Regions from separate parts of the Mus musculus genome. Here all the other regions are linked to region 3. A link is a contact called in public ChIA-PET, Micro-C and promoter capture Hi-C data. All regions are on one chromosome and are shown on one strand. The core of a region is the stretch at or near the end of the contact, and the rest is flanking DNA. Distances in the headings are between cores, read along the strand shown.

Region 1 (2,700 bases), core at 102-2,601, 370 kb after region 3:
AAGAATGGTTGGCCCCTGCATGCTGGTGTTTCTGCAGAATAAATGCTCTTTGTTTTTGTATACTCTCTGAGCCTGGGGTCTTCTTTCAGTGATTTTTGGACCCTTACAACTGGAGTGGCCAGGAATTGCTTAATCGAGGATGAAATCTAATCTGCTATTCTTTAGTGATCATGTGAACATAGCCTTGCCAAGAACATTTTGTCTCTTTCATTCAGAGGTATATTCTAAGTGTGTAGAACAGGACTGAGTACATGCTAAGCGATTCAGAGGCTGGGCATGGTATTATACACCTTTGGTTCCAGCACTAAGGAGTCAGAGGTAGGTGGATCTCTGGGAGTTTGAAGCCAATTTGTCTACACAGTGAGTTTCAGGACAGCTAGACCTAATGGTGAGACCCTGTCTCAGAAAAACAAAACAAAATGTCTAGCGAATTCAGTATCTGGCGGATCATCTGTACACATATGGAAAATATGTAGGTATAAAAACTAAATAATGCAATGTAATATGGCATAAAGTGATATTACTATGAGATATCCCAGGTCTATTTTCCTTATATGCCTTAGTTTCAGTGTCAAGTTTTTTTGGTGCTCAATATTTTTTTCTCTCAATATTTATAAAAATCACATTGTCAAACTGGAAACATGCTTTTAAGTTTAAAAAACTAAAAAGTTGGTTTTAAGTGTGTTCTGACTTATGCTCTCTGGCTTCTGAAAAATTCCTTTTCTTGTCTATACAGCATTATCCTGAGACAGACACAGAATGGGTGGATGTAAGTGCATGTAGGGCACTGCCTAGCACACAGTAGGCACTCAATAAATGATAGTTCTACAGGAAACATTACTAACAGCTGAGATTATGGTTACTTCGGAGAGAATAATCGAGCTGATATTCTACCTTCAGGGACAGAAAGGGGTGAAGAGCAGGCTCTACCTCCCTTCTTAGGACACAACATCTGGGGCTGGAAAGACTCATAATTCAAGCAAAATTAAGTTTCCAGCCACACCTGCCTTCGGCGTCGTTTCCGCCTCCGAAGAGCCCGCGGAGGCGATGTCCCTGTCAGGCGGAGTGCACGCCTGCAAGCCTCACGGGAATCTCGGAGTCGCTCCACGGTGGCGCTTGCCACAGCCTTCCCCACCCACTCCTTAGTAACCGCGAGGATGTGGCTAGCAACGGAGGCGGCAACCGGCGACGGCAGATTCTAACTACAAGTCCCGTCAAGCCCCGCGGCCTCTTTCAGCCCTCATCAGCACACCAGACTACGGATCCCGATGGGCTCTGCGCTGCCTATCACATGAGCAGCTTCAGCCAATCGGCTTCGGACAAGTCGTATGGGAGGGAGACACGGAGGGAGACAAGATGGCAGCGTCGGCGTCGCAGGGTGGGAGAAGCGGCGGTGGCGGAGGCAGTAGTGGGGCTGGCGGCGGCCCCAGCTGCGGGACAAGCAGCAGCCGCAGTGGTTTGTTGGATAAGGTGAGGAGCTTAGTCCTGGGGACAATCTAGAGCCCGGGGAATGCCCAGGAGCTGGTGAGCCCAGCTTCCCATCCCCACCCCCTTATTTTCTGTGGCTCCTTGAGCGCTCCTCCGTAGCACACGAACGCACACTTGTAACTTGCCCTCTCTACACGTTGGAAAACAATCCTTCCCTTTAGTCGTCTCTTTAAGCAAGTGCTGCTGGTCCCTAACCGCCACCGCAGCTTCTCGTAATTATGGCAATATTTCACCATAATGATCACGTTTCTATTGTGCTAGGAGGGCCACTCTTGAAAATGCCCATAACATCAACGTGGAAAATGGAACTTCTAAAGAAATTGAAAGAATCTCCTCGAAGTCAGTATTCCCCAAACCCTTCCACCATCATCCTCGCGTGTTGCTACAGAGCCCAAAGAGTTCCTTGGCCTTTAAAGTTTTTAAGGGTTTTTTTTTTTTTTTTGGTTTCTTTTAATTTTTTCATGATATGTCAAATAATGAAATATTCGTATGTTGACTTCCCTTGCTGGTCTGATAGGAAGCCTTAAGATTCTTTGTCCCTCTTGGGTTCCCTGCCTTTCTCTTCCCCTGCGTGGCCTTTTCTGTCTGTACCAGCTGACTGCTTTCCACTCTGCCTACACAATTTCTAAAGAATTTCACGTCCTTGTCCATAAGGGCTTAAAGGAAAGAGTCAGGGGAGGAACGCTGCTCCTGGATTGACCATCTTGCCCCTTGCACAGCAACTTGCAAGAGACAGTTGCCTGAAAAACGGGCCTGGCATTAGTTTTGCCTCTAGCTCTGTGTCCTAAAATGTGCCTGTTCTCCTTATTGCCTTCCTTATTCTGTAGAATGAGGGGTTTAGTCCAGCATACCTTCTGGCCCCCTTCCAGGGTTGTCCTTCCCAGCTGATGTGATGAGGGTGAAGCATGGTGCTTTCATATAGTAAACCACTTTTCTTGAAACATTTTAATCGAAATGCTCTATTACTCCTCTGTGTGGAACAGATGGCTAGGGCTTAAGAGATGGATGCCTGATCATCCCGCATTTGTGTAGCTTCCTACATGGTAGGCAGCACTCCACCACTGACCCACGTCCCCAGTTCCCCTTGTCTTTTGGAGGGTCCTTAGAGTCAAGTTTGAGACAGGGTCTTGCTGTGTAGCTAAGCTGGCCTGGACTGGAACTGGCTTTGTGCAGGATCCAGGGACCAAACTCGGCTTGTAAGCCTTGAGCCAT
Region 2 (2,700 bases), core at 86-2,585, 350 kb after region 3:
CACTTTTCTATAGATTCCTCTGAATATGAATGACCCTTGGCACTTACATTCCAGGGTCATACACCTTGGCCATAATTACCTGTCTGCCATCAGTACCACTAACACTATTACCTTCACCACCATCACCACCACCATCCTCCTCCTCATCATCATTATCATTGTCATCATCATCATCACCACCACCACCATCACCACCATCTTCTCCAGAGGCCAGAAGCAAGAAGCAAGAGCCTAGCAGTGAAGGCCCAGAGAACCTTTGTCCAAAGTCATAATCTGTCGAGATGCCTATACTCATTCTTACAGGGGAACAGGTAGGATCAAAAACTTCCTACCTCCAACTTACTTCCAATGTCTTGAAGTCTCCATATTTCACGTAGACCATCTTGATGCCATTGAACGCAAGCTCCAGTTCCTTTAGAACTGGAAATGTGTGAAAGACATCTACATGGAAACGGGGGGGGGGGGAGAGAAAGAGAATAAGAGAGGATCTTGAGCTTGGAAAGGCTTACAGAGGAAGATGCTAATGATCATTCACTGAGCTTCCAGCTGTGGGCGATGCTTTATGTTGCAGACCTCAGATCTCTAACCATAAGGTTGGAGAGATGGTTTGGAGGTTAAGAGAATTCCCTGCTCTTGCAGAGTATAGTTCAGTTCCCAGCGTCCACCCTGGGTGGCTTCCAACTGCCTGTTACTTCATCTCTAGGGGATTCCAAGAAAAATTTAAACCTCTAGCTACTTCACTAACAAGAATCCATTCATCCTATCACTGAGGAAATGACATCTCTGGAAGGCTAAGTGACTTATTTGAAATAAGGTGGCTGGTAACTGGGAAAACTAAGGCTCGAATGTTAAGTCTGTTCAAATGGAAGGCCTGTCCATTTAAAACTGATATATATTATTTTCTCTTCCCAATCCAGGGGCCAACCTAAGGGTCTTGTGCATGCTAGGCAAACTCTCTACCACTGAGCCACACTCCTAGATAACCTCTGATTAGAGATGCTAACATGCTTACCCCAAATAGTCAAACATCACGGGGAAAAATGTTCCTTTAATCCCAACATTTAGTGTCAACTGTTCAAAATTTTATGTATATACCTAATATTTTTCTCATGTATGTATTGAAATACAGTTTTCTTCTTATAAAAACAGAATACATGCTGTACAGTGGCTTTTCTCCTTTCACAGTTTGATGTGAAGATTATTCCAGGTTAAACTTGTCCAGCATCTTAGTTATCTTTCTAGTATAGACATGCACTCGCTTTTCCTGTTGGTAGTGTGTAACCTATGTGGGAGGGAGGTAATCAAGGACTCCTTCTTGCATGACAACTGGATCTTAGATTCACTTTCTAGGCCTGTTTCCCTGGTAACCTAAAGCACATGCTATGGTAACTGTGTTACTAGGCAACTATTGCTTGTGGTAAAAATGACTGCAGAGTGGAAAATTATGTCTGGACCAGGAGAAGGTATAAATTATAAATGCCCGAAGGGGGTGCTTCTCTTTAAGTGGTGACTCCTAGAATCAGACATGTCCTTCATGGGTATTCTGTAATATAGACCTATGGAATGGCACATTGGTTCCTGTGTTGATGAGATTTCCAAACAAGGGTGATCCCTGCATTTACCCAATGAGAGTTTCTGTCCAGCACCCAGGGTGACTCTTGGCTAGTGGACAACCCTGCAAGAGAGTCAACCATGGGAACTCCACTGTAGGACTCCTGAAATCCTACAGGAACACAATGTAGAATCACTTAGAAGCTTCTAAGTGAACCTGGTGTACTATGTAGCCTACAAGAGCTTGAGAGTCAGGAGGCTCAGTAAGGTCAAATAAGACACTGACTGGGGGAATTCCCTTGGGTAAGTCTCTTTCTGTGGAATATATTCCTAGAAACAGAACTACTAAAGGCAGTGACTATCTCAACTTTTAAAAGATTTATTTATTTACTTATTTATTATATGTATATGTTCCTGTGTGACACTGTGTGCAGTAAGTATGTGCAGAAGCCAATGAAAGTGAGAAGAGGTCACTGGATCCTCTGGAACTGGAGTTACAGGTGGCTGTGAGTGGCCCCCATGGGTGCTAGAAATTGAACCCAGGTCCTCTGCAAGAGCAGCAAATACTCTTAACAGCTGAGCCAGATCTCCAGCCTCATCTTAAATTTTAAGAGACATTGCCAAATTTCCTTTAAGGACTCACACAACTTTCTTATATTTGACTTTCACCGAGAGTCTCCCTTGACTACGCAGGGCTGGCTGTGGTTAGCATCTTTCATACTTGCCAATATTTGATGGACATAAAACTGTGTACTGGTGTTATAGGTGGCTGTGAGTGACCCCCATGTTTTTGTCCTTAATGAAGCTGGGCATTTATCAGGCCTTTTGGCCTGTTTATACCAAGGCATTCCTAGCAGAATACACTTTCTTCTAAGGCAAGGATCTTATTAGATGCTTTGATGGACGCTATCCTCCAACTCATTGAAACAAACTCATTGACACACCCCTTCTAGAACTGTCTCTGGGTATCCCCAGCCTCATCCCTGCCCCTGTGATTCCCATCTCTTCCCAGATCACTCTCTCAATCCCCTTCACTCCCCATCTCAAGCTTCATTCCCCTCCCATGGAAAACCCCTCCTCTCTGAGATTCCCTGGTTAAAAGCCTTCCACGCCTCTTCTGTCTAGAGGACTAAGCTCAACTCTCAAAGC
Region 3 (2,700 bases), core at 104-2,603:
AAATGTGCTGCCTTTTTTGTTTTAGCAGCTGTATCATATGCACTTGAGAAAACAAACACTGGGATTATCATCCCACCCTCTGAAAAAGCCTCCAAGAGCCTCGTTTACAAGTGAAAAGGATGCATTTTAATTCTAGCTTTCACCAACCCACCCTATATACCTGCACAAGGGGAGGGAGAGAGAAGAAACGATGGCATCAGCAATTCTGAAATTCCTAAGCAATTCCTAAATATCTGATCAGAATCTGCCTTTTAAGATTTGAGAATGGTGCAAATTCTATCAGTACAACTAGACTATTCTAGATGTCCATGACAATTTTTTGAACAGGATACTTCCAATAAATAACTGCCGGCAGAGGAATGAAATAAGAGGAGAACCCTTGTCACATTTAATAGCAAAAGGTGATACCAGAAAATAAGAGTGAAATAGACTAGCGAATACCTAGCCAGCGATTACCTAGTGACAGAGGGTGGAAACACAGCAGAGCAACATAGTGAGTGGTTAGTAACGTTCAAGAACCAGAAGCCACTTTCTGGTTCTGCAGAGAAGGAAGTCAAAGGAGAAAGAGGAAAGGTGATGGATGCATAGTACACAGAGGATAACTTACAACGATGAGAATGAGGACGAAGTATTTTGACCATGAGAGATGATACTCACTGGAAGGGAAGGGGCAGCAAGGGAGGAAGCGGGACTGCGGTGTAGCCTACCACAAAAGAAAGAGACTGCAGTCGTCCCTGCCCAGCCCAGCCCGCCGGGGAAAGCAGCCCCTGCATAGGTGAGAGGCATCGCCCAACTCCACTAGCCCTGCGCTGGCTGGAGCCATCTCCCCTGGAGCCTCCAGAGCCCTGGGTGGGTACCGGAAAGGGTGGACTGTGCGAGGGTGAGCAGAAAGAGGGGACAGATGCCGGGGTGACCAGGTACCCACCTTGTCCCAACGCAGCCACTGCCCGATGGCCGTGTCTAGCTGGGGGTCCCCAGTGAGGTAGGGGGCGTGGAGCAGGTTAGAGTTCAGGTCATCATCTGCGTTCTCAGCCATGGTAGACACACGGGTTTGCGGGCCCGAGGGGCGGGCGAAGACACTGAGTCAGGGGGGCTCTAGGTGCGCTCACCAGGGTCCAGAAACCCCCTCCTTGACGAAGGGCATCGGAGACCAACCGCGAGCTGTTCAGTCCGCGCCAGCTCCTGCCGCAGCTCCAGCGAACCCGGAGAGAGGGCGGAGACAGGACAGCCGCCTCCCAGCAGACTAGCTCCGGATCTCAGCTCGAACTGACTGAGGCGGGCGTGAGGCGAGAGAACAACAACAGTCCCAGATGTCTGGGTCGCCGCCTTCGCCCGCGCCGCCTTAGGCCCCGCCCCCGCGCCGCCCGCGCCGCCCCCGCCCGCCCCGGCCCGTCCGAGTGCCCGAGGCATGAGGCGCGAGCCCGGGAGCGCGCGCCCCGCACCTCCGCTGCAGCGTTTGCTGTCCGCTGAGGCGACAGTGCACAGCTGGCTTTGTTTTTTTAATGCCGTTCCTCAGCTGTCTTTCCCTTATCACCCGCCCCGCACTCGCACGTGCGCCTCCACCTGGTGTCCCCGTCGTCTCAAGCAGCCCGCCTCTGCACTCACTAGGAGAGTCCCCGGCGCGCGCAGGCCCCACCCTCTTCGCCTCAGGGCTTGGTCTCGCTTGGGAGCCCAAAGTGGCGCGCGTGACGCCTCACGGGAGTTGTAGTTTTCCCCGGTTCCCCGAGTTCTGTACACCCGTTGCCTTTCCCTTCCCTCGGAGAGAAAAAGCACCACCTGTTCCCTGACGCTTCTTACTTATGTTGTGCAGTGGTGGTCTCCTGCTTTAAGGTAAAAAAGGAATGACGTAAGGAACAACGGTATCTATTTGTACTTGAAAGTTTACGAGTCGTTTTTTGTCATTTCATTCATCCTGTGTGGTAGGTTGTATGTATATTCCTTTCCCACTTTACACAGAAGGAACTGAAAGGCAAACCGAATTTTCTGAGCAGTAGCGTTCCTGAGAAATGAATGCGGGTTTCAGTCTGTTATGTTACCTCAGCTGGCAGTTGTTTTTGTTCAGTTGTAGCCGCGGAATAGAGGTAGAGAGAATATAATGTCTGGAAAATAGATAAGAAGGTTGTCAGATGATGGGTCAGCATTTAACCCTATTTTAAGAATGTACAAACATCATAAAATTCATGAACAAGTAGGAATACAGAGGAAAAAAGAAATGAACACCTTCACTTTCTTTCTTCTATAAATGTGCGCCTTTCAGGTCTCATTACTTGAGGCCAGAGAAATACTGAAGTCTTGTATATGGACCACTCTGCTTTCTCTGTTTTTGAGACAGGGTCTCCTCTATGGCTTTGGCTAGCCTTGAACATAATATACGCCAGGCTGAAATTGAACTCTTGAGTGCTGGAATTCCAGGTGTGCACCACCACACTGTGCCAAATACCTTCTTGGTGTGACTTGACCAAGTATATTAAAACTCTTCCTCATCAGCCTTTTGCTCTTGTAAGGATTATATAATATTTATAGCATGACAGTACAGTAATTGAAGAAATAGTTTTAGAGTGTTTTGAGGCTCAAAGATAAAAGACATAATAAATCCAAAGTATTCCTTTTATTTTTTAAAGACATCATTTGTTCTAATAAAATCCAAACTACTAGCATAAAATAATTGTATTGAGAGATTCTGAAAAATAATATATGTCA
Region 4 (2,700 bases), core at 57-2,556, 280 kb after region 3:
GGTTACATTTTGAACACATGGACTTTTAATGAACATATGTAAGCTGTAACACAGAGAAATATATGCAGACACATGTATGTGTATATTTTATCCTGACAGTCCTCATCTCCAAAGACTATAAGTAACTCTTATTAGAAGGGCAAAGATGTGACGTGGCTAACCATGCCAGAAAGAGGATGTGCAAGTAACGAGCTTCGGGAAGTGCTTTGCGGGCCTGGCTCTCAAAGTCCTAATGCAGTACCAGCCCACAGGATGGCAAAAATAGATAGAGCACTGAGTGGTGGAGAATCTGGGAGCGACTGTTTTCCTCCTGGCAGGAGGGGCTGCAGGTGGGAGTGTAGTCTGTACAGTGAGCTTGAGAAGCTGGCCGCACGCCCACATCGGATGACTCACAGGTTCTTCCAGACTTCTGTGGTATGCATATCCCTAGGTAAGTCGTCAAGAATACCAGCTTATTTTTAAATAGCCACAGGCTAGAATGTCTCCAGGTACCTATGAATAATAGATGGTCAGATTGTTTTAAAATCAAGCAATAGAATACAAAGAACAAAATGAGAAATTGCACACAGCTAAGTTTCCTGGAATGGTGAATGAAGGATGGCAGTCAAAAAACAGAGTACTCTATGTACGTAAAAGTCAAAGCTAGGCCGGATACAGTGGCACATGCCTATTCTCCCAGCATTTGAGAAACTGAGGCAGCAGGCTGGGAAGTTCAAGGCTAGCTCAGGCTCTAAAGAGCCTCGAGAAGATAAAATGATTTTATTATTTTAAAGTGTTAGAAACCAAGACTATAGTTACTTTTGAGTGAGATGTTGGTCCAGGCACAGGTAGAGGTTGGGGTTCTCATAGACACTTCATAAGTACAGCTGGTTTACTAGAGGGCTTCCTTGAACTCAGGGGCCTCTTGTGCTCACCTCTTCAACACCAGTTTACAGCCACACATGCAAATGAAGATCTGAGCAGGGTAAGTCCTGTGGGGGTGGTCTATAGCTTCCATGTGCTACCCTAAGCTCTTAGATCCTCTCCTGCAGCCTTGGGTGTGAGCAAAACATGGGCAGGGGTAGAGGTGTAATGGACACAGAGGCCTAGTTTGTTAGCTCAGTGCCTGGCACACTGTTAGCAAATGTAATTACTGTGATGCTAAAGCCTGATCTCGTTTTTCCTCTGTATCCCATGAAAGATGCAATGCCCATCTGTGTGTTGTCTGTGGTTAGTCTCCAAACAAGAGTCTCTGAGATGGCCTGTGAGCACTGACTTCCGTCTTGTTTCCTGTCTGTGGATTTGCTCCTCTTCCTGTATGGTCTCATTTGAGTTGGGTGGAGCTGGAAGTCCACTTCACTGCAGTGTACGTGGTGTTTCCTGCTTACATATAACTACTTGAAGTAGCTTCAGTGACTTCGAGACTAGTTCAGGCTATAGCAGTCAGACCTATAGAAATGGAAAGAATAAAGCCAGGCTCTATTGTTTTGTTTTTGTTGCTATGGGTTGTTGTTGTTATTATTTAAATCTAGAGACAACCTCCTGTGAGAAGTATGATTTTTAACTAAGTGTGAAGGTACAAGGCTGGAATGCCAGCACGTGGGAAGCCAAGGGAGGAGCACCCTGAGCTCAAGGCTAGCCTGTGCTACGCAGTGAGACCTTTTGTTAGTGAGATGACTCAGCTCAAGGCTAGCCTGTGCTATGCAGTAGTGAGACCTTTTGTTAGTGAGATGACTCAGTTTGTTAAGGCAGCTGCCGCCCTGCCTGACCATCTGAGTTCCACCCCTGGGACCCATACAGAAGGAAAGACAGGCTCCTGCAATTGTCCTCAAGTGCATGCACCATGGCTTCCTGACTTGCACCCAGTCATCTATGCAAATGTATATACAAGGAAATAATTCACTAACTAATTAATTAAAACAGACACACCTCCCCCTAAAATAGTCTTGTTTCTTTGTCATCTTTTTTTTTTAACTGTATCACTACTAAGTTTATTCAGAAACCCATCTTTGTTGGTTTTTTTTTTTTTAATCCCATTATGAACTGGCTTGTCAACCAACTACAACACTGTCTAGCAGACACACGGTAAAAAGGGCTCGGCTCAGAATCGTCCAGATCTCTCCCGGTCTCTTGACCGCCTCCTGTCACGCTCCTTCCTCCGCCACCTCCACCTCCACCACCGCGTCCACGGTCTCTGGATCGGGAACTCCGTTCCCTGGATCGGGACCTGGATCTATGCTTCTTGCGCTGGCGCCCATACAGCTCCCGTCGTAGCTCTCTTGAGATGGACTTCAAATGCATGAAGTTGCAGAAGCCCCCTCTTGTGCACTCTCCCATTTCATACTGGCGGCAGCAGGCTTCCCTGAAGTCAGTTACTGAGGACAGCTCTGCATGGATCGGCTGTCCATTAAACCAACGGTTATTCAAGTCGATCACGGCTTTCTCTGCATCCTCCTCATGGTCTCCTAGGTTGTCGCAGACGTTCATCTCCTCGACTTCCCCGTACTTCTCTTCCATCTCAGTGAAGACTTCCTCAAAGAACTCATCATAGTGCTCCTGCATCTCCACGTCGCTCACAGCACAGCGCAAACCGTCAGCAGACTGGGAAGGGTTTTGAGGGTCACGGTAAATGTTCAAGAGGGCAGTGGTCTGGCTAAAGGTCGGTTTATTGTGCAACCGTCTCCATGACGACATGCTCCGAGTTTGAAATAAAATGAACAG
Region 5 (2,700 bases), core at 173-2,672, 270 kb before region 3:
CATGTGCGTGCCACAGCACCCGTGTGCCTTTACATAAACGTGCATGCACACACATGCACACGTGAGCACACACGTGAGCACACATACACACCACATACACACACACCATAACACACACACACACACACACACACACACACACACACACACCATAAGCTTCTGCCCCAGCTCTGCTGTTGACTGCCAAGGCCACCTGGAACCAGTCCCCACCCCACTCAGGTTCTCCCCTTATACACTGGGGTCCGCCATCTTTACGGGCCAGAAGGTGATCAGGGATGAAGAAGGGGATTGCTGAGCTGTGAAGAGGCTCTCATCAGGGTGGGAGGAGGGGAATTTTTATTGTCTTGCTGAGCAGCCCTAGGCCCCAGGCCTGAGAGAAGGCTTCCTTAGCCGGGACTCCTTACCTGGAGGCTGCTTTGAGGTCTCAGGCTGAGGCCTCCAAGGTCAAGCTTCTCTAAAGGTGTCTCGTTCTTCAAAGCTGCCGGTGGCTACCATGGCCCGATCCCCTCGATTTTCCATAGAAAATGGCTGGGAGACGAAACACTTAAAGTTCATACTATTGTGTCCTGTGGGGGAGAGGAAGGAAGCCAAGTTTAGAAAGGAAGATTGTCTTTGCAGGACCACCGCCCTGCAAGGAAGGGTCATCTGTCACACAAGTCCTTTCAGACAGCCTTGCTGGGAGGGACCCATGCAAGGCTCAGTTCTCACTCAGAGCAGCCAGGGTCTAGGGGAAGAACTCAGGAGTCTTTACTCCCACACGTTGGCTCACTTCCAAATTTGTTTCTCAGACAGTTATGTAGACAGGCAGCTGTGCTGTGCCTGGGGGATACAGTCACAAAACTGTTGAGTGGAGCATTATATCTATTTGTGTTGAATCAGGATAAGGCAGGTCCAGTCTCCCTGTGTCCCTACTTCCACCTCCGGCAGGCAGCCACATAAGATAGTGTAACAAAGGCCAAACAAACTCCAAGGCTCCTCCAGGCACAAACAACCCTTGATACAAGAACAGGCTTTAGGGCACATGGCCCAGAGCCTCCTGGTGACAGTCATTCTGATCTTCGCTGACGTGAAAGCCCCTTCCCCCACCCCGCCCGGGTCAGGCTGGGAACATCGAGGCTGAGGGGAAGAAGTAAAGAGATGAAGGTTTTAACCTTCGACCAACTGGACGTCAGAGGCAAATAACAAAGGGCGTATTTAGGAGGAAAGAAACCTAGAGAGGGCAAATTAGGACTCCAGGGAAGGGAAAAGAAAGAGAAAAGACAGATGGAGTGGGAGAGAGCAGGTGCGGCCAGCGAAGGGATGGGGCACGCTCACCGGACCGCAGGAGAACACAGGAGTGCAGAAGGCTGTGTCCGACGGCGGGAGAGTGGTGGCTGCCCAGGAAGCTGGCGACCCGACGACACCGAGGGCGGAACTGACAGTAGCTGCGAACCCGCGCCTACAGAACTTAAGTCTAGAGGGCGTGGTCGGGGCGTGGCGTGACGAGGCGGAGCCAGGGCGGCCCACGCCCCCGGGTGAGGAGGCGTTTCCATCTGTGGTTGCCTGAAACCCCTAGGTCCCCCCAGAGGCTCCAGTCTCAGATCTTCCCCTTCTATTCCCGGGGCAGACAATCTCTTTGTGAGGACAGGCAGACTGACTGGCCAGCTGCTCTGGATCGCGACCCCTTACCCCTTCAAGTCTCCCCTCCCCCTCCCTGCAAGGCACCTGGGGACCGGGCGGAGCGCGGGCTTCGGGGACCGGAACAAACCCGGGTGTGGTGACGGGGCAAGGCTGGCGTTCCCGCCTTCTGCCGCTCCCAGTCAGGTCCCGGGGGACACTGGCACCTAACGGCTGGAGTGGGGCGAGAACACCTGGCCTCCCCTCCCCTCTGCACCGAGTGCAGCCAGGCTGGCGCCCCGCAAGGAAGAGGGCAGGGCAGAGCCTCGCCTGTTGCACTCCAGCCCAGCGAGGACAAACTCAGCAGGTGGACGGGACCTCAGCGAGATAATGGCCACGTAGGAGTGGGGGACGTGAAAGCAATACTTGGGCCCTGTGTCGGGGACTAACGTGCATTGTGGGGGTAGGAAGCAGGTCTCAATTTGCCTCAATTTGTGTTCAAGCTTTGGTACTCTCCGTCGGTTTCTTCTTTTGTTTTTATCCTCCTTAGCCCCGGAGTTTTAAGAGATTAGATCAGGGCGTGGAACCCTTTTTGCTTGCCTAGGAATTAGGCGCCCAAGAGCAGGAAGCCGGGGACCAGGGGTCCGAATATACTATAATAGAAGCTCAAGTAGGTTTGGGCTGCTGTGGAAAGTGCAGTGGGAGGAGGGGGCTGGGTGAACGTTTGTGGAAAGCAATTACTATGCATCAGGTAGGCGGCGCAGGCACCTAACGATAATCTTTCCAGGTCATCATTAACCATTATTTTCCAGAACAAGAAAGTGTGAGAGGCCCCAGACCTTAATAGGACCCCAGACCTTAGCACATCTGACTCCATGATGGAAGTACCATTCAACTGTAAAACTCAGCACACAGACAGAACCATCAATGTCCATCGTTCTGGAAAAATCTCTAAATGTACTGATCTTACCTTTTGGCTTCTGTGGTTCCACTACTGGCTAACTTGTTTTGTTAGCTGAAGTATGTCACCCTAAAACATGGGTTTTGTGCTTAAAAACGTACCCAGGAAAGGATCCTGAACACCCAGTGTGGCTTTATTAGCCA

The links. Promoter capture Hi-C pulls out the DNA fragments that hold promoters and counts their contacts. Hi-C and Micro-C count contacts between places; a contact is called where the count stands out from the background. ChIA-PET counts read pairs in DNA pulled down with a chosen protein or histone mark.
Region 1: a Micro-C map of embryonic stem cells shows a contact between it and region 3, with 5 times the contacts expected there. The contact joins the promoter of Spcs2 here to the promoter of Pgm2l1 in region 3. A contact is called at or near these places in 3 of 484 Hi-C or Micro-C datasets (CD4 T cells, embryonic stem cells and olfactory sensory neurons) and 3 of 115 datasets of contacts at active chromatin or transcription factors (a beta-TC-6 cell line, bone marrow-derived macrophages and embryonic stem cells).
Region 2: a promoter capture Hi-C map of hippocampal neurons shows a contact between it and region 3, with 4 times the contacts expected there. The contact joins the enhancer-like site here to the promoter of Pgm2l1 in region 3. A contact is called at or near these places in 6 of 39 promoter capture datasets (3T3-L1-derived adipocytes, embryonic stem cells, hippocampal neurons and 2 more), 1 of 484 Hi-C or Micro-C datasets (olfactory sensory neurons) and 1 of 115 datasets of contacts at active chromatin or transcription factors (bone marrow-derived macrophages).
Region 4: an RNA polymerase II ChIA-PET map of effector CD8 T cells shows a contact between it and region 3, with 7 read pairs. The contact joins the enhancer-like site here to the promoter of Pgm2l1 in region 3. A contact is called at or near these places in 2 of 39 promoter capture datasets (the HPC-7 cell line and hippocampal neurons), 2 of 115 datasets of contacts at active chromatin or transcription factors (bone marrow-derived macrophages and effector CD8 T cells) and 1 of 9 other capture datasets (adipose tissue).
Region 5: a contact with region 3 is called in an RNA polymerase II ChIA-PET map of memory CD8 T cells, with 41 read pairs. The contact joins the promoter of Ucp2 here to the promoter of Pgm2l1 in region 3. A contact is called at or near these places in 1 of 15 datasets of contacts at CTCF or cohesin (the NIH/3T3 cell line), 3 of 484 Hi-C or Micro-C datasets (embryonic stem cells and extraembryonic endoderm stem cells), 5 of 115 datasets of contacts at active chromatin or transcription factors (the SCID.adh cell line, cardiomyocytes, effector CD8 T cells and 2 more) and 1 of 9 other capture datasets (liver).

What each region holds. Positions count from the first base shown.
Region 1 is chr7:99,857,534-99,860,233 of GRCm38.p6, reverse strand. Spcs2 (signal peptidase complex subunit 2 homolog (S. cerevisiae)) reads left to right here and starts at 1,351. Exons shown (of 5, transcript NM_025668.3): 1 at 1,351-1,470. The coding sequence starts at 1,357. Xrra1 (X-ray radiation resistance associated 1) reads right to left here and starts at 1,016. Exons shown (of 19, transcript NM_001164258.1): 1 at 1,004-1,016.
Region 2 is chr7:99,877,111-99,879,810 of GRCm38.p6, reverse strand. It overlaps Xrra1 (X-ray radiation resistance associated 1), which reads right to left. Exons shown (of 19, transcript NM_001164258.1): 7 at 344-441. The region is part of intron 4 of Gm38405 (a long non-coding RNA gene); the gene reads left to right. Among named protein-coding and RNA genes, the nearest start is that of Xrra1, 19 kb to the right of the region's middle. Within about 2 kb of position 1,335, at least 8 of the 459 cell types and tissues checked have an H3K27ac peak or open chromatin away from gene starts, as enhancers often do. A contact at or near this core is called in hippocampal neurons, where this site is marked.
Region 3 is chr7:100,226,260-100,228,959 of GRCm38.p6, reverse strand. It overlaps Pgm2l1 (phosphoglucomutase 2-like 1), which reads right to left and starts at 1,353. Exons shown (of 14, transcript NM_027629.3): 1 at 926-1,353. The coding sequence starts at 1,036. It overlaps Gm34877 (a long non-coding RNA gene), which reads left to right and starts at 1,555. Exons shown (of 3, transcript XR_869834.3): 1 at 1,555-1,830.
Region 4 is chr7:99,945,112-99,947,811 of GRCm38.p6, reverse strand. The region is part of intron 2 of Rnf169 (ring finger protein 169); the gene reads left to right. It also overlaps the pseudogene Gm18959. Among named protein-coding and RNA genes, the nearest start is that of Gm5115, 14 kb to the right of the region's middle. Within about 2 kb of position 1,306, at least 60 of the 459 cell types and tissues checked have an H3K27ac peak or open chromatin away from gene starts, as enhancers often do. A contact at or near this core is called in the HPC-7 cell line, adipose tissue, bone marrow-derived macrophages and 2 more, where this site is marked.
Region 5 is chr7:100,492,080-100,494,779 of GRCm38.p6, reverse strand. Ucp2 (uncoupling protein 2 (mitochondrial, proton carrier)) reads right to left here and starts at 1,422. Exons shown (of 8, transcript NM_011671.5): 1 at 1,315-1,422; 2 at 405-566.